Regions from separate parts of the Mus musculus genome. Here all the other regions are linked to region 4. Evidence: chromatin contacts called from public promoter capture Hi-C data. All regions are on one chromosome and are shown on one strand. The core of a region is the stretch at or near the end of the contact, and the rest is flanking DNA. Distances in the headings are between cores, read along the strand shown. Region 1 holds the start of H1f2 (H1.2 linker histone, cluster member). Region 2 holds the start of H1f4 (H1.4 linker histone, cluster member). Region 3 holds the start of Zfp322a (zinc finger protein 322A). Region 4 holds the start of Tdp2 (tyrosyl-DNA phosphodiesterase 2). Region 5 holds the start of H4c4 (H4 clustered histone 4). Region 6 holds the start of Slc17a2 (solute carrier family 17 (sodium phosphate), member 2). Region 7 holds the start of H4c6 (H4 clustered histone 6).

What was found. Promoter capture Hi-C pulls out the DNA fragments that hold promoters and counts their contacts.
Region 1: a contact with region 4 is called in a promoter capture Hi-C map of embryonic stem cells, with 2.9 times the contacts expected there. The contact joins the promoter of H1f2 here to the promoter of Tdp2 in region 4. A contact is called at or near these places in 6 of 39 promoter capture datasets (cranial neural crest, embryonic stem cells, erythroid cells and 3 more), 2 of 484 Hi-C or Micro-C datasets (B cells and uterus) and 1 of 9 other capture datasets (adipose tissue).
Region 2: a contact with region 4 is called in a promoter capture Hi-C map of erythroid cells, with 4 times the contacts expected there. The contact joins the promoter of H1f4 here to the promoter of Tdp2 in region 4. A contact is called at or near these places in 1 of 39 promoter capture datasets (erythroid cells) and 1 of 484 Hi-C or Micro-C datasets (uterus).
Region 3: a promoter capture Hi-C map of liver shows a contact between it and region 4, with 4 times the contacts expected there. The contact joins the promoter of Zfp322a here to the promoter of Tdp2 in region 4. A contact is called at or near these places in 5 of 39 promoter capture datasets (cranial neural crest, erythroid cells, hematopoietic stem and progenitor cells and 2 more).
Region 5: a promoter capture Hi-C map of liver shows a contact between it and region 4, with 3 times the contacts expected there. The contact joins the promoter of H4c4 here to the promoter of Tdp2 in region 4. A contact is called at or near these places in 6 of 39 promoter capture datasets (cranial neural crest, hematopoietic stem and progenitor cells, hippocampal neurons and 2 more).
Region 6: a contact with region 4 is called in a promoter capture Hi-C map of liver, with 2.9 times the contacts expected there. The contact joins the promoter of Slc17a2 here to the promoter of Tdp2 in region 4. A contact is called at or near these places in 11 of 39 promoter capture datasets (the C10 cell line, the HPC-7 cell line, HPC-7-derived erythroid cells and 7 more), 1 of 115 datasets of contacts at active chromatin or transcription factors (large pre-B cells) and 1 of 9 other capture datasets (macrophages).
Region 7: a promoter capture Hi-C map of hippocampal neurons shows a contact between it and region 4, with 2.5 times the contacts expected there. The contact joins the promoter of H4c6 here to the promoter of Tdp2 in region 4. A contact is called at or near these places in 8 of 39 promoter capture datasets (cranial neural crest, erythroid cells, frontonasal cranial neural crest and 4 more), 1 of 115 datasets of contacts at active chromatin or transcription factors (pancreatic cancer cells) and 1 of 9 other capture datasets (adipose tissue).

Annotation. Positions count from the first base shown.
Region 1 is chr13:23,737,519-23,740,497 of GRCm38.p6, forward strand. It overlaps H1f2 (H1.2 linker histone, cluster member), which reads left to right and starts at 1,289. Exons shown (of 1, transcript NM_015786.3): 1 at 1,289-2,013. The coding sequence starts at 1,331. The coding sequence ends at 1,969.
Region 2 is chr13:23,621,284-23,624,201 of GRCm38.p6, forward strand. It overlaps H1f4 (H1.4 linker histone, cluster member), which reads right to left and starts at 1,275. Exons shown (of 1, transcript NM_015787.4): 1 at 494-1,275. The coding sequence starts at 1,214. The coding sequence ends at 555.
Region 3 is chr13:23,367,792-23,370,491 of GRCm38.p6, forward strand. It overlaps Zfp322a (zinc finger protein 322A), which reads right to left and starts at 1,417. Exons shown (of 5, transcript NM_001111107.2): 1 at 1,344-1,417; 2 at 329-414. The region is part of intron 3 of 4930586N03Rik (RIKEN cDNA 4930586N03 gene); the gene reads left to right.
Region 4 is chr13:24,830,232-24,833,190 of GRCm38.p6, forward strand. Tdp2 (tyrosyl-DNA phosphodiesterase 2) reads left to right here and starts at 1,428. Exons shown (of 7, transcript NM_019551.2): 1 at 1,428-1,698; 2 at 1,779-1,864. The coding sequence starts at 1,501. It overlaps Acot13 (acyl-CoA thioesterase 13), which reads right to left and starts at 1,258. Exons shown (of 3, transcript NM_025790.2): 1 at 995-1,258. The coding sequence starts at 1,075.
Region 5 is chr13:23,580,113-23,583,135 of GRCm38.p6, forward strand. H4c4 (H4 clustered histone 4) reads left to right here and starts at 1,456. Exons shown (of 1, transcript NM_175654.3): 1 at 1,456-1,857. The coding sequence starts at 1,490. The coding sequence ends at 1,801.
Region 6 is chr13:23,805,493-23,808,381 of GRCm38.p6, forward strand. Slc17a2 (solute carrier family 17 (sodium phosphate), member 2) reads left to right here and starts at 1,501. Exons shown (of 12, transcript NM_001377113.1): 1 at 1,501-1,859.
Region 7 is chr13:23,550,246-23,552,945 of GRCm38.p6, forward strand. It overlaps H4c6 (H4 clustered histone 6), which reads right to left and starts at 1,423. Exons shown (of 1, transcript NM_175655.3): 1 at 1,041-1,423. The coding sequence starts at 1,398. The coding sequence ends at 1,087.

The sequences.
Region 1 (2,979 bases), core at 39-2,538, 1.1 Mb before region 4:
TTATACTAGCAGAGAGTTTATCTTGTATTTTCTCTAACAACAAAACCATGTTGTAGTTATTGAAATATGAAGCTGAAAACCTTAAGCTAACAAAGCAAAGTTGACTAGAATGCAGATTGCCATATTCCGAGGAACTGAGAAGAGATGACATACAGCTGTCCACTATAGATGACATGATAATTTGTACTTATCTTGTCTCTTATCTTATTGGTAAAATTGGTTACATTTTCTATTTCAAATATTTAGCTTGTTCAAATCTATGCCAAAGGTAACCTTTGGAAAGCCAGTAAGTTTACTGACATCTGCATCTCATAGTCTCCAAGTCTAGAAGGTCCTCCTGTACTAAGACAAACTATTTTCTAGATTAGAATTCCCGTGCACTGAAACTTATATCTGTATTGCTGCCAAATAAGCAACTAAATCCTCATCACTTTAAAAACAGATCTTTCAAAGACTCTAATTTGGCATTTGGGGGAGAGGAGGGCTCATATAGACTTTTAGGGTTCCTTTCCCTTCTTATTATCTTTATTCTTCAGAGCTAGACCCCTACCTTGCAAAACTCAGAGGGGAACCAGGAGCTTTAAAAATATAGCCCAAGGTCTCCCTTTATAGAAGTCAATGGGGTGCCCCGCCCCCACCAATGTAAAGCATTTTAAAGTCAGTGTCTTTAAATCAGATATTTAAGTCCTAACCCCCCCCACCACATTATACACCCCCAAGGCCTATGAACCCCCTCTCAATTTACCCCAAGTGTTTTATACTGGAAATCCCAGTCCTAGTCCATAGTTGTGGTGGGTCTGTAATCAGAAGTCACTAAGGACTTGTGTTACTTCCCTTGCGAAGAAACAGAATAATTGTGAAAATTTAGGCGGAAATCGTTTCATTTTTGTCCCTAAATTAAGGGAAGGATGTGCTCTATAATCCCTGAGAAAAAGAACTTTCAAGGGCAAAGGAGCGACCAGGTAATTTAGAAGAAAAACAGAAAGTGGTCTCTATCTACCCCGGACTTCCTTTGGAGTTGGGGGAATTAGGGACTCCTAGGCGCGTTGTCTTTAGGGATGAGGAAAAAATAAACATATATCCTGAAGCCTGAGACTTCTCGGATCCTTTACCGACCAAACTCGAGAGATTTGGTGCAAGATATTTTAATATTTTCTCCTTTTTGTGAAGTGTAACAAACACAAGTTGGGCGCAGCGCGGCTGCTCAGAGCTTGCCAGGCAGGCCGCTGGAGCACCAATCAGCGCGCGCCTGCGCTCTATATATACAGCGCCGGGCCCGCGCTACTCTATCGGCGTACTGCCACTAGTTCCTGACTTCCAGAGACTCATCATGTCTGAGGCTGCTCCTGCTGCCCCCGCTGCCGCGCCCCCTGCGGAGAAGGCGCCTGCCAAAAAGAAGGCCGCCAAGAAGCCCGCCGGGGTGCGCCGTAAGGCGTCCGGACCCCCGGTGTCCGAGCTCATCACCAAGGCTGTGGCCGCCTCCAAGGAGCGCAGCGGCGTGTCCCTGGCTGCGCTCAAGAAGGCGCTGGCGGCCGCGGGGTACGATGTGGAGAAGAACAACAGCCGCATCAAGCTCGGCCTGAAGAGCCTGGTGAGCAAGGGCATCCTGGTGCAAACCAAGGGCACCGGTGCCTCCGGCTCCTTCAAACTCAACAAGAAGGCGGCTTCTGGCGAGGCCAAACCCCAGGCTAAGAAGGCAGGCGCGGCCAAGGCGAAGAAGCCCGCGGGAGCAGCCAAGAAGCCTAAGAAGGCGACTGGTGCTGCCACACCCAAAAAGGCGGCCAAGAAGACCCCGAAGAAGGCGAAGAAGCCCGCGGCGGCGGCTGTGACCAAGAAAGTGGCCAAGAGCCCAAAGAAGGCGAAGGTCACCAAGCCCAAGAAGGTCAAGAGCGCGTCTAAAGCCGTAAAGCCAAAGGCTGCCAAGCCCAAGGTTGCCAAGGCCAAGAAGGTTGCAGCCAAGAAAAAGTAGGCTGCCTCCCCTAACAATCCAAAAGGCTCTTTTCAGAGCCACCACTCCCACTTAAGAGCTGTGACATTTGTGTGATTAATGAAGCAAGGTTGCAAGGGACTCGATCCCGGCAGCACTCGCTCCCCCGGTGGGATGGGTGGGGTTGCGTGTCCCACCTAGACTTGTTTGTGCTGGGCTGCTCAGGAAGTGCTATGGGCTGGAACACCCTCCCACGGCTGTCAGCAGCAGAAAGCAACCCTCGGCGCTAGTTCGTATTGGACTGCAAGGTGATTTGAAAGTTCCGCCCTGCTTGTGGGTTGGCTCACTCCGGCCCAGGACTCTAGTTCTTCGTTTGATTGGGCGCCATCCCGAAGTTTGAGCTTCCTGCCTGGAGAAACGCATCCGGGGCTTGTAGGTGGCTTCTATGCTCAGCCTCTTGTGGGGGTTAGCCTGGAAGTTTGGGAGAAGGTGGGGTGCTGGCGCCAACGAACTGCCTTCCTTAATATTAAAGACATGGGGTAGCTGCCGGAACGACTAGCCTGCACAGTTAAGTTGGACTCGGGACTGAGACGATTGCTTCTCGTACTTTCGGTTTGTTTGCCACAGCGATGGAGTTGTGGGTTGAACTGCGTCACAACCTTTTGTCAGCCATTTTTTTTTCAAGTTTTTTACCATTACCAATTACACTTGCTTTGCCTTATTTTGATCAGCATAGTTGTAGATTAACTTTGTTTTGCCTCAGCTTCCCGAAGCGCTTGCTTTATACGTGTGTGTCGTCACTGAAGATTGACCTTGTATGAATACTGAGGTTTCTTGGTAATGCTTTGTACAATCCAAAATGTTAAATTGGCTATCTGTTGAAAGTGTATGCTTCTAATAAAAAGCGTTTAGTTTTCATTCACTGTTGGACTCTTTCATACCCACAGTCTTTGAGAGATTCAGATTGCTGATTTGTTGCAGCCTGGATCATATTTCTGGTGTACCCTATAGTGAGATGTGAAACGTGCTTTTTGGAGACCTAAACCAGAAAT
Region 2 (2,918 bases), core at 25-2,524, 1.2 Mb before region 4:
TACGAATTAAACTGCACAAATCTGCTATAGCTAACCTATTTAAGCACGATCGCTATCAAACATGGGGGAACACAGAAAAAAAAGTACTCTAGTTGGGTTTGTATGCTTGATTTCAGCAGTCAGAACTGAGATGAGATGCGGGTGGGGTTGTCAGGACATCGATCCTGCTCTTTACGCACTGAATCGCTCAATGCTTAAGATTCTATCTCTAAATCATTCTGCTATCTCCCTTAAAAGTTATCGACGTGGCAGCCGGGAGTAAACTACTTCATTCCCATGGTCTCTAAGGGTCACTTGTGGGATATGAACTTACCCACCACCACCACACATACAGGAGATTATGTACAGACCTTCAGATAGCTAAGCTAGAGTTAACACCATTGCGCACACCCACATATCCCCAGCCTCCTCTGCTAAGCTCAGCCCACTAAGGTTTGTTCCCACCCTAACCACACCCCCTGTGAATGTGCAACAGCTCTTTTACTGAGAGTTGTGGGTGGCTCTGAAAAGAGCCTTTGGGTTGTTGGGCTTCTAAGCAGTTGGCCAAAGAAAATTTACTTTTTCTTGGCTGCGGTTTTCTTTGGCTTAGCTGCCTTAGGCTTGGAGGTTTTTGGTTTGGCCGCTTTAGGCTTTACCGTTTTCGCCTTGGCAGGGCTCTTGGGCGCCTTCTTAGCCTTAGTTGCCTTTGCCTTCTTCGGGCTCTTAGCTTTTTTGGCTCCTGCAGCTGCAGCTGGCTTCTTCGCTTTCTTTGGAGTCTTCTTGGTGCTCTTCTTGGCGGTGGCTGTCCCCGCAGCCTTCTTGGGCTTCTTGGCTGCGCCCGCAGGCTTCTTCGCCTTGGCCGCGCCTGCCCTTTTTGCTTTGGGCTTAGCCTCACCGGAAGCCGCCTTCTTGTTGAGTTTGAAGGAGCCGGAGGCGCCGGTGCCCTTGGTCTGCACCAGGGTACCCTTGCTCACCAGGCTCTTCAGGCCGAGCTTGATGCGGCTGTTGTTCTTCTCCACATCGTACCCCGCGGCCGCCAGCGCCTTCTTGAGCGCAGCCAGGGACACGCCGCTGCGCTCCTTGGAGGCGGCCACAGCCTTGGTGATGAGTTCGGACACCGGGGGTCCGGAGGTTTTGCGCTTCGCGCCACCTGCGGCCTTGCGGGCCTTCTTCTTGACGGGTGTCTTCTCGGCGGGGGCCGGTGCGGCGGGCGCAGCAGGCGCGGTCTCGGACATGGCGAAGCGTGTGAGGAGAGAGAACTCGAGCCGGAAGCAGAGGGACTGGCCAGGACTCGGGCCGCGGCGCTGCGCCCGCCCGTTTATATAGGGCGGAGCTGCGCCGTGATTGGTGCGCTGTCCAGCCCGCCTCGCTGGCAGCCGCGGAGTGTCCTCTCAGATGCGGAGTTGTGTTTGTTACACCTCAAAAAAAGCCAAAAATGTCAAAATTCCCTACATCGAATTGCCCGATTTTTAAAAAATAATGTTCCCCGAAGTCTCGGGCTTCATGCACATCTCAAAAAGTGAGCAAAGCATTAAGCCTTCTGCCAAAAACTTGCAATATTTCCTGCGGTGTTCAGCAAATTTCAACTCAGAGAAACAAAACTTTCTATTTTCTTCGTAAATTATAAACTGATCTTGGACTGTACAGTTTTCTGACCCATCAAAGACGATTCTCCAAGTGGTTAGCTTCTTGTGTAGCCCAAAACCTTGCCTTTGGCATTATGATTTTTATTACAAATCTGCACTTAAGTGAAGGAAGTAACACAGGCTCCTCCGAGAGTCCTGCCTATTGAGCAGAGGGCATTTGAGTTCATCAAACTGGTTTAGTTCAATGCTTAACAGATTATTTACCATTTTGAGTTAAATTCTTCTCTCATAGGCCATGAGTCTATATATCTATGGTTTTATTTCTGCCGCTTCTCCTAAGTTTTAAAATAATTTCTTAGTATAATTCTTTTCTTTCTGTTCCCATGGGTTGGGGGCGGGGCTGTTGCTTTTCTATTTCTCTGGACAAACTACTCCTTTGGGTTGAGGTACCTCAAATTCAGAGTACTGGGGTCGGGGGAGAGTACAAAACATACTTATGGTGCAGACATAAAAATGACTAATTTCCAAGAAACATATAAATGCTGTTTTCAACGTCTTTGGAAATGAAGGTGGGATTTACTTTGAGGAATTTCTCTTGGGTCTTGCATAGTTCTTCTGACATGTTTTAGGACTAAATTGTAATGTGGTATATTAAAACTAGATAACTGAGCCATTGATCAAGAGAAACACACATGAGAAATATAGCTCAGAACATCTCTACTGCCTTCGTTACAGAATCCTAGCCCCGTTACTGAACAGCTGTTCTCCATATATGGCTACTCCTTATGGAAACATGGGAATAATGTTTCGTGGATCTCCTCAGGGTAAATGAGGGGTTAAGATTTAATCTTAGAATCATATTTGAGAAGACATTCAAACAGATTCAAAGACATGCCTTGAAGGTGTTAAATGGGTTGTTTTATTTATGTAGCTGTTCAACCAAGGTAACGACTAGGAGATCAATGATAATCCAGTGTCAGTAATTATTTCTGGGATGTTTGGTTGGAATTATATTCAGAAATTACAAGACTCCCACTACAGAGACAAGATACATTGTTATATTATAAAATAGTATATTATACAATAGTATAAGATACAATGTTTACAATAGTGTAAGATACAATGTTATGTTATACAATAGTATAATGTGATGGCTTTTGTTTTGTGATACAATTGTCTCTAACATCACATTATCAATTCTACTATCCTAAACCTCCACACACAAAAGCAATGCAAACAGAGGAACTCAGCAGTTCAACACAGTGTCCATGAGGCATTTTTAAGATCTTGTGGTATTATCTTTAATGATGAATTTTATATAAAAGTGATTCATATTATCAGTATTTCTATGCT
Region 3 (2,700 bases), core at 167-2,666, 1.5 Mb before region 4:
GAAAACCTGTTGCTATGACAGTTACCTAATTACACAAGAACTCACAGGCAGTTAAGTAACAGAGCCAGGTTTAAATATCCATCCTAGAGCCTGTCTGAGCATTGGGCACACTGCCTTCTTTGTATGGTAAATCAAAAGAAGGACAATTGTTGCAAATCTGCTGTGTATGCCTGTTAGAAAAATAGGTGTACTGAAAGGTTATCAAAGGGCCACTATGTTAGTCACCAGAAAGACCCTTTTCCTTTTCCCAAGTATGTTTTACCTTCTTTCTTGTCCCATCCCTACTCCAAAATTCACATTTATATAGAAACAGATGTATGCCACTTACCTTAACAAGAACCCAACGATTTATTTTTTTCAGATCCACAAGGTCTCTAATCCAGAAGTACTCATAATATTTAATTCTTCCCTCTCCTAGAGGAAAAAAGCAGCAATGTTGAATGAGCATGACTGCAAAGCTTACATTTTTCCTTTTAACAGTAGGCCATTTAAATAATGTCCCATGCACTCTCCAATCCTGACATCATCCTTCAGCAAAATTTTGCTCATTCTAATGTTTCCGTTCCTCCTTCAAGAAGCCGTTTCTTTCTGACCTGCTCTACACAAAATAACAAGAATTCTTCTAGCTGAGAGATTTTTAAGTTCAGAACAAAGCCCTGGGCCTTGTTTTTCTTGCTGTTAAGACGGGGAGAGTCTCACGTAGCTTAGGCTAGCTTCAAAATCGCTAGGCAGCTTAAACTGGCTTTTAATTCCCTATCCTCCTACCTCTACCTCAAACGCTCAGGTGACTGATAGGCGCATTATTATTTCAACTTCTGAGATCAAGGATTCATTCCTCGTGCACTAAAACCTGTAGGAATACGATTCATGAATGCAATGTTACACAGGACCAAGGCTGCTAAAAATAAATGACTATGGAATGCTTTGAGCAAACAGATTCTGCAGATTCCGGGGAACTCAACTAATCTCCGCCCTTAAGGCTGGGGGAGGGTCCCCCCAGTGCCCATGGTTGTCTAGACATTCAGGAAGGCTCCAGACTGCATTCGAGCCTGGCTCCATTACTACCTCCAGGACAGTCTCACAGGTTTCTCCTCCCAACTTTTCGTTGACAGCGACAAGAAGGGCGCCGCGCCTGGCCCGGACCCCTCTCACGGCCAAGGACCTCGAGGACCCGCTGAACGCTTACTCCGCCGCCCAGGGCGGCACTTCCGGTGACTGGACCCTCAAGCCGGAGCTTCCGGGGCCGAGCACTCGGCGATGGCCGATTCGGTCCCACGGTCTCCTAGGGAAGGAGAGTGGGCCGAGATGCTGAGAGGTCGGCAAGCCAACCGCCGGATACCAACCTGGAGAAGCGGTCCCCGCACACCACAAGGCCAAGACAAACCGCTCTCACCAGCAAGGACAGGGAGGCGTAGCCACGCCCCGAGGCACGTAACTACCCCTCATAGGGCTGCACCGGGATTCCGGGCCAATAAGCACCGGACCTCCCGAAATGGGCGGAACCTGAGCGCGCCTGCGCCCTGGCTCTTTCGCGTCCGACAACTACCTTTTCAGCTCCTGGAATTTGGGACTGCAGCAGCTCCGGTACCCACTGAATTGAAACCGTGCCCTGCGCCCGGTACTGCGGCTCTGAACTTCTGTTTTCTTTCTCCACGGCTGTTCAAATCAAGAGTTAGGAGTAGTGTCTCAAGGATAGATGCAGCGGACTCGGTTTTAAATACCTTGAAAAGCCGGAGAAGTGGAGAATTACAAAGGCTCTTTGGTGCTGTCACTCATGCCAGCAAACTATGAGAAGCTTTGAATAGGCAGCGGCGGCGTGGCCTTATTGCTGGAGAAAGCTGCGGGGAAACCGTGTTGAAAGGATTTCTGTCCTTTCTGATTGCGATTCTAGGCTGAAGACAGATTCAGAAAAAAAAACAAAAAACAAAAAAGAACAGTCAATATTTTCCCTACTTGAAAAAAAAAATGTATGTAGGCTGGCGAGATGGCTTCTGTCGAGAGTGAGGAGCAAAGAGTGCTTCTTGCTAAATAAAACCTCGCGACCTGAATTTGATCTCTGAGACCAATGTCAAAAGCGGAAAGAGAGAACTAACCGTAAAAGTTGTCTTCTGACAGGCATACACAATAATAAGTATATAATACACACACACACACACACACACACACACACACACATATATATATACTATACACATACACACATGTATATAACAAAAACCCTCACATGGGAAGTGAGTACTAGAATTCTCTGGTCTGGAGAAGAACTTGGATTGGCTGTTAAATTCTAGAGTTAGGGTCTGAGGATGGCAATTATGTATTCTGAATTCACTAATTCCTGTTTTCAGAATTTGCAGAATTTCTGCAGCTTATTTTAAATTAAAATTTTAAGACAAAAAATCCCACCAGTGTCATTCAAATATTTAAGTTTTTTTTCTTAGACTTATTTTCTATGTATGGGTGTTTTATCAGCATATATGTGCACGTGGTGTGTGCGCGCGCACTCTAGGAGGATGTCAGATCCCCTGGAACTGGAATAATGCATGGTTTATGAGCTACCATGTGAGTGCTGGCTGGAAAATGAACCAGGGTCATCAGCAAGAGCAAGTGGTCTTAAATGCTGAGCCATCTCTCTAGCCCTAATTTTAATATTTAAATAACTTTTTATTAACTGTTTTTAGTGTAAGATGTACCAAACACAAT
Region 4 (2,959 bases), core at 178-2,677:
CAATGACGGGCTCCCACCTGCAAGCTTGGATTAACTACATCCCAGTCCTCATAAAGTTGTTTTTGGTTGTTTTTAAAGAATTAAAATTTCCTCTTAAATCATTAAAATTCTTTTTAGGTAATATTATCTTTCTAAAAGTCACTGTCAAATGCTGTCCTTAGTTTTGAAATATTTCCTATTGGAAAACATTAAATATATTTACCTAAGGGTTATTTCCTATTTTTTTGACACTTTATGAACATAGTTAAAAAATTCTAAGAGGGGGCGTGTTCAGGAAAAAGATTTCAAATGCCTGTTGTTGACCAAAATTTATATTTCATGCCCAAATTCTTTTTAAATTTCCAAGTATTTTTTCTTAATCAGAAAAATAGACATGCGTGCATTAAAACATTTATTAAAAAGTCTGCAGCAAGTTCTAAGGTTAAGTGTCTTTCTACTCTGACAATACCACGCACTGGACTTCTGCTACGGATATTTATTAAGGATTGCTTCCTATAGAACACAATGTCTATAAAGTCTGGAAAACAGTAGTCTACGTTAGTTCATGTGGAATGGCAGGGTGCAGGCACTGGTCCTGGTTAACTCTGTAGACTCCCAGGCCAGCCTGGACTACAAGGGTTCTCAGCCAACAAACGTTACATAGTTACATAGACCTAGTTACAAAGACCTAGTCTCAAAAGCAAGAAATACAACACACGTACAGGTGGTTCTCGCATTCACTTCCGTACCTCAAACCTCCTTGACTCTTAAGAAACAATTCCTATATACTAGCCCTGCAGGCTCCAGCGTCCCTTAAATGGTACGCTGACATTTTTTCTCCACACACTCCAACAGTTTGCTGGTTAAAAAAAAAACAAAAAACAAAAAACCAAACATGCTTATTTACGTTTCGATGAGAATCCACGCCACGCACTTCCCCTGCGTTTGCGAGGCCACTAAGGTGTTTTACTAGGTTCGTCCCCTTCACCAGATACTTCGCCTACAATAAATATACCTTTTCCAAAACTCTATCAAAACCGGGAACTTTGAACATAACCTTCATTACTTCTCGTAGGTTCTGGGTCATGCTGCTCATCGTGGACGCAAAGCAAGAGTCTGGGCTCTGCGAGAATGAACTCTGGAAGAGACGTTTGTGAGAGGACAAGGGTGTGGAAGGTCAAGTCTGCAAGCCCGGCCGCTGTCGCGTCGTGCTCGGGAGAAAGGATCGCGCGCCCCGGTCGCCCTGGTCCTAGATGATCACGGGTTACCTTCACTCTTTAGCGCCCCAGCGCGCACGCGCAACCTTCAGGCCTCCTCGGCCCCTCCTTCCCCTCCCCTCCCCCTCCCCCTCCCCATCTGCGCCTCGCTGGCCGCGGACGGGGACCAGAGAGGGCGGTCTTCTTGCCGGAAGGTTGACGCGGACGCGCTTGCACGCTGCGCGCCTGCGCAGGTTCCGGCGTTCGCGATCAGTCGCGCGGGAAGCAGCGTGAAGAGCGGGTGTTTTGAGGGGACCCTGCGGCGATGGCGTCTGGCAGCAGTTCCGATGCGGCGGAGCCCGCAGGGCCGGCAGGGCGGGCGGCGTCGGCGCCCGAAGCAGCACAGGCGGAGGAGGACCGGGTGAAGAGGCGGCGGCTTCAGTGCCTGGGCTTTGCGTTGGTGGGGGGATGCGACCCCACGATGGTCCCCAGCGTCCTGCGGGAGAACGACTGGCAGACGCAGGTCAGTTCGCGTCTCTCGCTTCCGCCGCTCTCCCCCGGGAGGCGGGGCGCGCCCTGCAGCCTTGTGCCTTTGCTTTTCAGAAAGCCCTGAGCGCCTACTTCGAGCTGCCAGAGAACGACCAAGGGTGGCCGCGCCAGCCTCCCACGTCCTTCAAGTCCGAGGCCTAGTAAGCGACGGGGGTCGCGGGCTGCTCGCCGAGGGCGGGGAGGGACCGCCTGCTGGGCTTGGGCGTCCGAGGACCGGGACCTGGAAAAGGGCGGCCGGCGCCCCAGAGCTGGAAATCTCAGGGAATGCTTCCGAGGATGCAGGGTCACTTCCCAGCGGGACTTGTCTTTGTTGTTTTGGGACGAGTCTCACTGTGTAGCGCTTGGCTGGCCTGGAACTCGTCGTTATTTGAACCAAGCTGGCCTCGAACTCAGATCAGCTTGCTTCTGCCCTCTCAGTGCTGGCACGTTGAAGGCACATACTAGAACTGGCTTCCAACGTGATTTATTTTATTTTATTTTATCTTATTTCTTAAACCTGAAGATTATTTTATGTATTTTGAGGCAGAACCTCACCCTTTATCCCTGGCTGGCCTGAGCTTGGTGTGTAGACTAGGTTGGCCTCAAACACAGATCTACCTGCCTCAGAATCGAATGGGCTGGATTTAGAGTGCCCACCACCACACTGGGATGGAATTTTTGTTTAATGTTACCGTTATTTGTTCTTTTTCGAGACAGAGGCTTGCAATAATCCTGACCTCCAGCTCTCTTCCAGCCTCCCTTTTGCTAGCATTGCATCTGATTCCAGCACTCCCTACCCGAACTTTTTATTTGAGCCATATATGTCCAGGCTGACTTGGAACTCCTTTGTGGTCAAGGCTTGCCTTCCATTGGCCCAGTACTGGGATTAAAGGTTTGTGAAACCCTGGCTACTGAAATACACTTACTGACCTGAAATATTGGTGATATGTAAACTGAAGATTAGAAAAAAAACAGAGGTAGAGATTTTCTCCTGAAGAATGGTAACCTGTAAGTCTCCTTGTTTCTGCATAGTTTATCTGCTCTCCTCTTGCCAAAGAACGATAGTTTTTCTTTTGAGACAGGTTTGTTTCAAGTTTGATTAGTTTGGCACAAGTTTGTGTGTAGTTCAGGCCGGCATTGAGCTCCTAGCAATCTTGCCTCAGCCTGTGGGAACTAAAAACCATACCAGCCAGGTTTAATATTTGTTTTTAGTGTATGCTGTTCCTGTTGTCTCAATGCCCTGCCTCCGATTTTCA
Region 5 (3,023 bases), core at 206-2,705, 1.3 Mb before region 4:
AGACAAAAATAGTCATTTCCAAACTCTTGGACATCTCTAATAGATCATTTTAAGGAACACAATTTCATTTCTACAAGCATGGAGTCCACTCCTCCCCCATCCCCATCCACCAACAAAAGCTTATATAGCTCAGCCTATCCTCAAACTCACTATGTTCCTGAGAATTATCTATACCTGACCTTCCTGCTTCAACCATCCTATGCAGTGCTGGAATTACAACAGTGCATTGCCACCAGCCCATTGTAGTCCCCAAGATCAAACCCAGGGTTTTTATATGCATCAAGCACTTCACCCAGTAAATATTCACATGCAGTTTTAATGTTTCTCTATGAATCTCCAGAAACTCAGAGTCTTTGAATTCTGTGGCGCTCTTCTTGAAGAGTGATTCTAAAACATTGCTTTGGGTCATCCACTCATTCACAGAGCAGAAGAAACTGTTCTTTTCCTTTCTAGAAGAGTAATGCAGATGTGGAAAACAATACAGCATGAGTATTTACTGTATTAGCATTTTATGGAAGTATTTGGTTAGATATTAGTGTGTGACTCTTCATTAGTACATGAAACCACCAAATCCTTTGACTAAGAACTGTCAGTGTGAGGTGGGGGTGCATGCATGATATTTTGAGGTACATATAACTATGATGTGCTAAGGATAATAGATTTTCTGTGCAATGTTTATTAACTAAAAAACATACATGCAAGAAATCCTGAGATTCAGTGAAAGCATAGTAAACATAAAGAGCAGCCCCTTTCCCCCATCCCTGTTCCCAGAGCTCCTGATGTCTATGTGTAATTCAAGCAGAAGGCCCACACCTTTGGGATGCATATCCTTTACATCTTCTAATCTTTCAGCGCTACAGTCCTGTAACATTTTGAGGTTTTACTTCCCCCTGGTCAGCCTGAATGCTAAAAAAAAAAAGTTCAGATTCTTAGGCATACGTACCTAAGTCAATAAAAAGTCTCAGAACAGGAAATAGTAAGTGTTCTTAAAATTGTACTTAAAACCTTGGATTCAGTGGTCCTAAACCTTCCTGATGCTGGGACCCTTTACTACAGCACCTCATGTTGTGGTTACCCTCACCCATAAAGTTATTTCACTGCTGCTTAACTGTAATTTTGATACTGTTATGAATTGTAATGTAAATATCTGAAATAATACGGGGGGTGTCCCGATTTATAGGTTCACGAGACTAATAACATTACTTTCTATTTGGTCTGATAAAAGACAAATTTCTTTTTTCACAATACATAAATTGTCACTCTTGAGGGCAATGTGTTGAATTTTCAACTGCTGGCTCTGCTCTTGTCTTAGGACCCGCCTTGTCTCCTCAGCCTTTTCATAGGATAAACGCCAGAAGGGCGGGAATTGACCATGGTTCACGCCCCCTTCCCTTCAGGTTTTCAAACAGGTCCGCATTGGTATTATAAAAGCCAGGAAGGCCGCTTGTTACAGTCACTGGCTAGTGAGCTTCCTTCCTAGTTTGCTAACATGTCTGGACGCGGGAAAGGCGGCAAGGGTCTTGGTAAGGGTGGTGCTAAGCGCCACCGCAAAGTTCTGCGCGACAACATCCAGGGCATCACCAAGCCCGCCATCCGCCGCCTGGCCCGGCGCGGAGGAGTGAAGCGCATCTCCGGCCTCATCTACGAGGAGACCCGTGGTGTGCTGAAGGTGTTCCTGGAGAACGTGATCCGCGACGCCGTCACCTACACGGAGCACGCCAAGCGCAAGACCGTCACCGCCATGGACGTTGTCTACGCGCTCAAGCGCCAGGGTCGCACCCTCTACGGATTCGGCGGCTAAACGTACTCATTTATTTTTCTTCACCCAAAAACCAAAGGCCCTTTTCAGGGCCACTACCTTCTCACTTAAAGGAGCTGCTCTTAGGTGGTTTTCTGGAATGGGGTGGGTGCTGGGACTGGCTCGATACATAGTATCTGTTTAGGCAGGTCCACCTGTCTATCTTCAGTATTGATAGCCTAAAAGCAGGCCTGTTGTCTCATTCTTTAATGCTGACATTCTCAGGAGAGGGCTGAGGGTCAGTCAAGATCCTTTTTTCCAAGTCCCTTAAGGTATAGATGCTATCCTGTCTCAAAACCAAACCCTCTAATCAATCCAGGCCTTGGAAACCTAGGAACACTGAATTATGTTCAAGTTTTCTAACCTGGAGCTTTCTACAATTTCTTCCCCTCCCTCCTTTCATTCTTTCCATGTATTCTGTGTAATAGCCCTGGCCTGGAACTTACTCTATACACCAGGCTCACAGATATCTTCCTACCTCTGCCTCCCACGTACTGGGATTAAAATCGTGGTCCACCACACCCAGCTTTCTCTAACTTCCTAATCTGTAAAATAAGCACCAGAGATTGACGTGTAAATCTTCTATCTATTCCTCAAGGAAAACTTCATATGGTCCAGGACTTCATTAACTTTCGTCAGCATTATCAGTTGTTCCCAAAGAGTCACCAGAGAAGAAACATCAGTGTCTGCTAAGAACTTAAAAAATTTTTTTTATTTGTGTTTATATATTTCTTACCTTTATATACACTTTAGGGACTAAACTCAGGCCACCAGGCACACGGAGCACATGCTTTAGCTGTCCCTCCAGCCCTTCCCTCCAAGAATTAAAAAAAAAAAAAAAAAAGACCCAGACCTTGTAGTCAATAAAAACTTGGGTAAATATCTTCAGTATTTAGCTTCAGACCCTGGGACAAGTTAACATATTTTACATATCAAAGCGGACCTGGTCTCCAGGTTCTCCCAGCTTCCCACAGTCCCTATCTGGCACACCCTGCCCCCAACCCTGAAATTTCTAGCCCAGGGGATGGGCTGCCCTTCCCCCAGAGGCTCTTCCTTATGTAATTCAGACATTTTGGTCTTTCTGCTTTTTCTTTCCTCCCACATTTCCCCTTCTCTTCTCTCCTGGTGTATACCCCTTCTCTCTTTCTTTCCTCCAACCTCTGCCCATGGTGACTTCCCTGGCCTTGGGGCCAGTGAATTCTTCTGAGAGCAGCTTCCCAATAAA
Region 6 (2,889 bases), core at 251-2,750, 1.0 Mb before region 4:
ATTATGGGAGCTAGAGAGATGGTGTTGCATGGCAATGTCCTGCCAGATGAACATTCATCTTGAGGGAAGTTCCTTAAGACACAAGATGTTCCAAGAGAGGTAAAACATTACATACTGCAGGGAGCCTTCTTAAACAATTCAAAGGTTTCAGGAAATCCCTGAAATTTATCAGACACATTAGGCCCCATCCAGTCTAAGTATAAATATATAGAGACAAGCTAAGCAGCCTAAAAGAGGCTCAGGGAAGCTTAGGTATCTGTGTAGTACTCTCCAGGTTTCTGAATTCTCTGCGCTGTCACCCATCCTGGGCTTGGCTTTTGGAGTTGCAGCTCTTATAAGCAACCCCTAACCTCTACTCCTTGTAGGTAACCGAAATAAAACTCAGGGGTTTTCCATGTTGTATTTTGATGGTATCCTTACTTTGGCCAATCACGTGTTCCCAATCTGAGTGAACAGCTTTTTGTTCATGTCTCCCCCAGAAAATGTCACACAATAGATGGCTCAGTGGTTTAAAGGGCATTCTGTTCTGGAGTACTGAGGTTAGTTTCCTGAACCTTCTCAAGAGAGGAGTCACAGGTACCTGTAACTCCAGTTCCAGGGTTTGGGGGGCTCCTTAGGTACCCACATGCATGCCATACAATCACACAAACAGACACATAAATAAAAATAAGAAAACTAATATAGTTTGGATTTTTTAAATAATAATAATAAAAAGAAAATGAGTAGGGACCAGTAAGACTGGCTAAGGAGCTGGGCAGTATAGGCTCTTTGGGGGACCATGATGATAGGACTGGGGTCAGAGGCTCAGCTGGTGCTGAAACGCAGAGAAGGCAGGTCTTCACCTTGTTTTAAGAAGGCCAAGAGACTAACTAGAAAGATCTATCACCAGCCACATTCCAAAACCTAAAAGCCACAAAACAAACCCAAGAGTCAGGAGTCAAGCAAAACCACATCAGGAGGACCCAGAGAAAATGGAGGTCGGGAACAGGGGAATTCTCAGTCACAGTTCACATCTGTTCACTGTGGACACCAGAGGACGGAAGGCAGTCTAGCTGATTGACTGGATCCCTCTGCAGGACCATCTCGTTCAGGCATATAGATGTTAGCAGATAGACGTCATTTCATTCGTCCCATCAATCTCTGGGCATTGCGCCCATTTCAACCCTGTTTCTTCATGTAGAAGCCAGTTCTAGCAGGCGGGGTGCTTTGTCTGCAGACGAAGAAAGCTCTAGGAGCAAAGGTGGGGATGACTTCAGAGATTCAGGCTAAGGAGCCCCACTGCTGCTTGCATTCCACACCTCTTTCCACTTTCAGCGAAGTGGCTTGTTGACTGAATGTCTGTGTGCATAGTTCAAAGCAGAAAAACATAGTGACACCGTTGAGATACTCACTAGGTCGGTGAGAACTTGAAAGTGAAGTTAAAAATTAAGCAGCCACGCCAAATGCAGATTCTCTGTCCCAAGAGCACAGGGTCAAACCTGGCGGTGTTTGTTCCCACGTGACTCATTACGTTTCTCTGCAAAGAGAGGAAGATACAGGAACACCTTTTTTCAAGGTAGCTTTCTAGTCTAGAGCTTTAAATACTACTTTAATGGTGATGGTAAGTGTTTTTCTTCTTGTAAATAGGATGTTAATTATGAAGCTATCAGAGATGCCTTCAAGGGAGGAAGTAATGTTAAGAGAACTCAAAAACACACCAACTGCTGTGTGAGGACCTCCATTGGGAATGGTGTCTGGCTCTGGAGAAGAGGCTTTCTTACAAAATAACAATCCAATCAAGACTCTAAGGTTTGCGAGGCCACTGGTGTCAAGGGCCACTGTGGATCGTGGTCACTAGCCGGAGGAGTATCACACTATCGGTGAGTATTGGCTGTGGTATGTAGATGTGTACAACTGGCTTTGGATGAAACACTGAACCAGAACAGACAAGGTTGAGCTTCGTGAATGGGCTTAATGAGTCTTTTCCAGTTTCAATATACTCGATCTTGCCTCTCAAGATGAGGAGACTGGCAGAAGCCAGATTAAGATGAAAATCAAGACAACTGACTATTTCTGGAAGGCTTTCTGCCTTTGTACAGTTAAGAGGAGACCATGGTAGGTGCCTGTAATGACTGGTAGCCATAGAGGACAGGATTTAGTGAGGATGGGTTTCTCTCTTGTCCTAGCGGAATTGCAGAAAGCTACACCTGTGCAATTGGCTTTTTGGCATAACTCTGTCAAGAATTTTCCCCTTGGGGTCTTTAAACATTTTTTTAGACTGTGATTTAACTTATAAATACATTGGTTGAGGGACCTCTCAGTTCCTCAGAAAAGTAGAGAGGTAATGAGTTGCCTAGCACTCAAGGGATATTTTTACCCTCATGTTCTTTTCAGTCTGTGGCGAGATGAGCGCTTTCTCGTCCAAGGCAGAACACACTTTAAAATAGAAGTTTAAAACAGAACATTTTATTAAAATATTTTTATTTGCTCTGTGCCTGCATTTGCTCATGAATCTGAGAAGTTCTAACATGGAGTGAGTGGGGGCATGGTGGCTGTCACTGCTGCTGTTAATGGCAGTGACATTTGACAATGTAGAACTCCTTGGAGGAGCGCACCTCGGACTTCTCCTCATGCAAACAGTCCCATGAAGTAATATTGTCCTCTCTTTTCCTCTGAAACAATTAAGGCGCTAAGAGTTTATGAAACTTGCTATGGTTTGTACAGAGTGGAAATTGAGACTCTGAACTTCTGGCTCCTGATATTTGAACAATATGCAACATTTGCTTTGTTTAAATCAGGAGGCTGGGCTGGCAAAATTATGCAAGATAAGCAGGTTGTTAGGGGAAATCAAAGAGTATTAGAAACATTATTGCATAAAGTAATGAGTTCTAGACTAAGAATAGAATGAAG
Region 7 (2,700 bases), core at 173-2,672, 1.3 Mb before region 4:
GTTAGGTTCTATAATTGGCACTGGCAGTACTTGGTTCAGGTAGAAAGGTGAAGGTTGAAAAAGACATTACATTCTTATGAGAACAAACCACACGTGTACAGATGGAAATTTCATTTGGAAGAAAAGATGTGTTGTTCAGTCTAGTTGGGAGTATAATTCATGGTTATGGATGAGGTCATAGAGGCAAGACAGATGTCAGATAAAACACAGGAGTTTGGGTTTTATTTTTTAGATGCAGGATAATCAGTTAAGAAAATTTTATTTTTGTACAAAAGAGATGAAAACTATTTAAAATTGCTTAAAAAACACTGCAGGGGAAAAGATAACTCATCATTAAAATAATTTGAAAAGGACCCAGAAAGCATACAGAAGAATGAGAAAAACAGGATGTGTGCCAGGAAGCATGTAATCTTGATATTGCTAAGTTAGGAATATAGGGTCACTAGTGTGCTTTTGGGCCCATCATTTTGACTGCGGGAGTGGTTGTGATCTCATGTATAGCAGGAGCTGTAAATTTGGAAGTCAACAAGCCATTTAGTAGTCGAATCCTTCTCAATGTGGAAAGCCTGGCTCATAGCAGGGTAACAAGTCTAAGTTGCTAAGTAATAAGGCCACTTAAAAAATATGAACCAGTCTGTTAACTAGTAATGGAGTTTTCCCTCTGGAGCAACGTTGTCAGGAAGAGCTGGCAGCCTTGAGCTTTAGCCCAGAAGTGAAACGTTAGGGTTGTAATCAAGGATACAGGGGAAAGAGCACACAGGTTAAAACAGCTCTTTAGGCCTAAGAATTTTGTTCATCATCTCTTCAAAAGTATCTTTTGCCCTTTGTATTTAGCACCTTCAAGGGAATAAGACTCAGCTTAAGCACTGGGAGAAAGCAGTAGACCTTGTCTGGATTTGATGTGTTATAATTACTACAAACTACTGGGGAAGCACTTTCATTGCCTAGATTTACCTTTTGAAAAGTCTCAGCCGCCATTTTGAACTTTAGGGACAGAACAATTACAAGTCGAGAAATGCAAACAGCTTTTTATGACAAAGTGGGTGGCCCTGAAAAGGGCCTTTGAGAAAGAAGCTCCAGGTGAGCTTAACCGCCGAATCCGTAGAGGGTGCGGCCCTGGCGCTTGAGCGCGTAGACCACGTCCATGGCGGTGACGGTCTTGCGCTTGGCGTGCTCCGTGTAGGTGACGGCGTCGCGGATCACGTTCTCCAGGAACACCTTCAGCACACCGCGGGTTTCCTCGTAGATGAGACCGGAGATGCGCTTCACTCCTCCGCGCCGGGCCAGGCGGCGGATGGCGGGCTTGGTGATGCCCTGGATGTTATCGCGAAGAACCTTACGGTGGCGCTTAGCGCCGCCTTTGCCCAGGCCTTTTCCTCCCTTACCACGACCAGACATGGCTATGGAGCACTGAGTTGAAATTCCTTAAGCGCCCTCTACAGCTGGTATATATATGGCGAATGCGGACCTTTTAGAGGACTGAAAAGGCGCGGGCGGGAAGGTGATTCTGTATCCGCCCCTCTAACTCACTGGCTGAATCCTATTGCTAGGCGGAAGGCACAGCCCCTGTGGCGAGGGGAATATGAGTTTTCCGCTTTTCTCTTGGAGTTCTTAGTCACTAGTTTGTGTCCTTCAGGAGCGTACTTGTAGGTTCTGACAACCGATAGTTTATAATTCTCCCAGCCACTCATCATTTTTAAAAAGGAGGTTGTTATCCATACACTTATCTACAAAACCGGATATAGTACAGTAAGGTTATCTTTTAGGTGGAAGATTTACGAAAATGTAACTTCTAAAATTTTGCAAGCATTATTAAATCTCACTTATGAAGCTCTTTGCATTTCTCAGAGGCTTGCACATAGCTCTGTTTTCAAGTCTACAAAGGGCACTAGTATTGATTGAATATATACTGCTTCCCTTTTTTTTTTTTTTTTTCTCGAGACAGGGTTTCTCTGTGTAGCCCTGGCTGTCCTGGCACTCACTCTGTAGACCAGGCTGGCCTGGAAAGATGGAGACTTGCTCAGAGTTGAAGATCTAATCTTTTTAATAAACGCTATTGTTGCTGGGGAGGACTTTTGTGTTTCATGACCGGTAGCCACCGTTTTCTTTTTAGCCTCTGTAGTACTGGTTTGAGCCCCATCCTTGTGTAGAGAGAGGCCATCTTGAAGATGTGCTTTGGCTATTGCTTGTGTGAGACGTTTCTATGATAATGGTAGAGAAACAAACAAACAAACAAAAAACCCAAAAAAACAAAAAAACAAAAGTAACTACCATGTACTCAGGATGTGCTTATCCCAATTACCCCACAGAACTTTTCTATGCTTCTTTCCAGAAAATCACCAGTCCTCACCCCACTCACTCTGTACATACCAGAATGCCAAAACTAGTGTGAGTACAGTGGGGTTAAATAGCACAGTGGATTCCTCTCCCCCACCCAAGGAACTCAAAGGTCACTTAAGGGAAACTAAGTTCAGGCTGTGAAGTGTGACATGACATCAGCTCAGCATATTCCTTCCTGCTGCCTAGTAAGTACCCCAGTGAAGCAGCCATATCCCAATTGCATTGACCTTGCCCTGAAACTTGTTGAGCACAGTTTCAGTTATCTAGACTGTAGATGGGGATGTATTTGCACATTGGAGAATGGGCTTTTCTAAAAAATCGAGGACTTAGAATACTCCTCAAGTATGCAAGATGCTATTT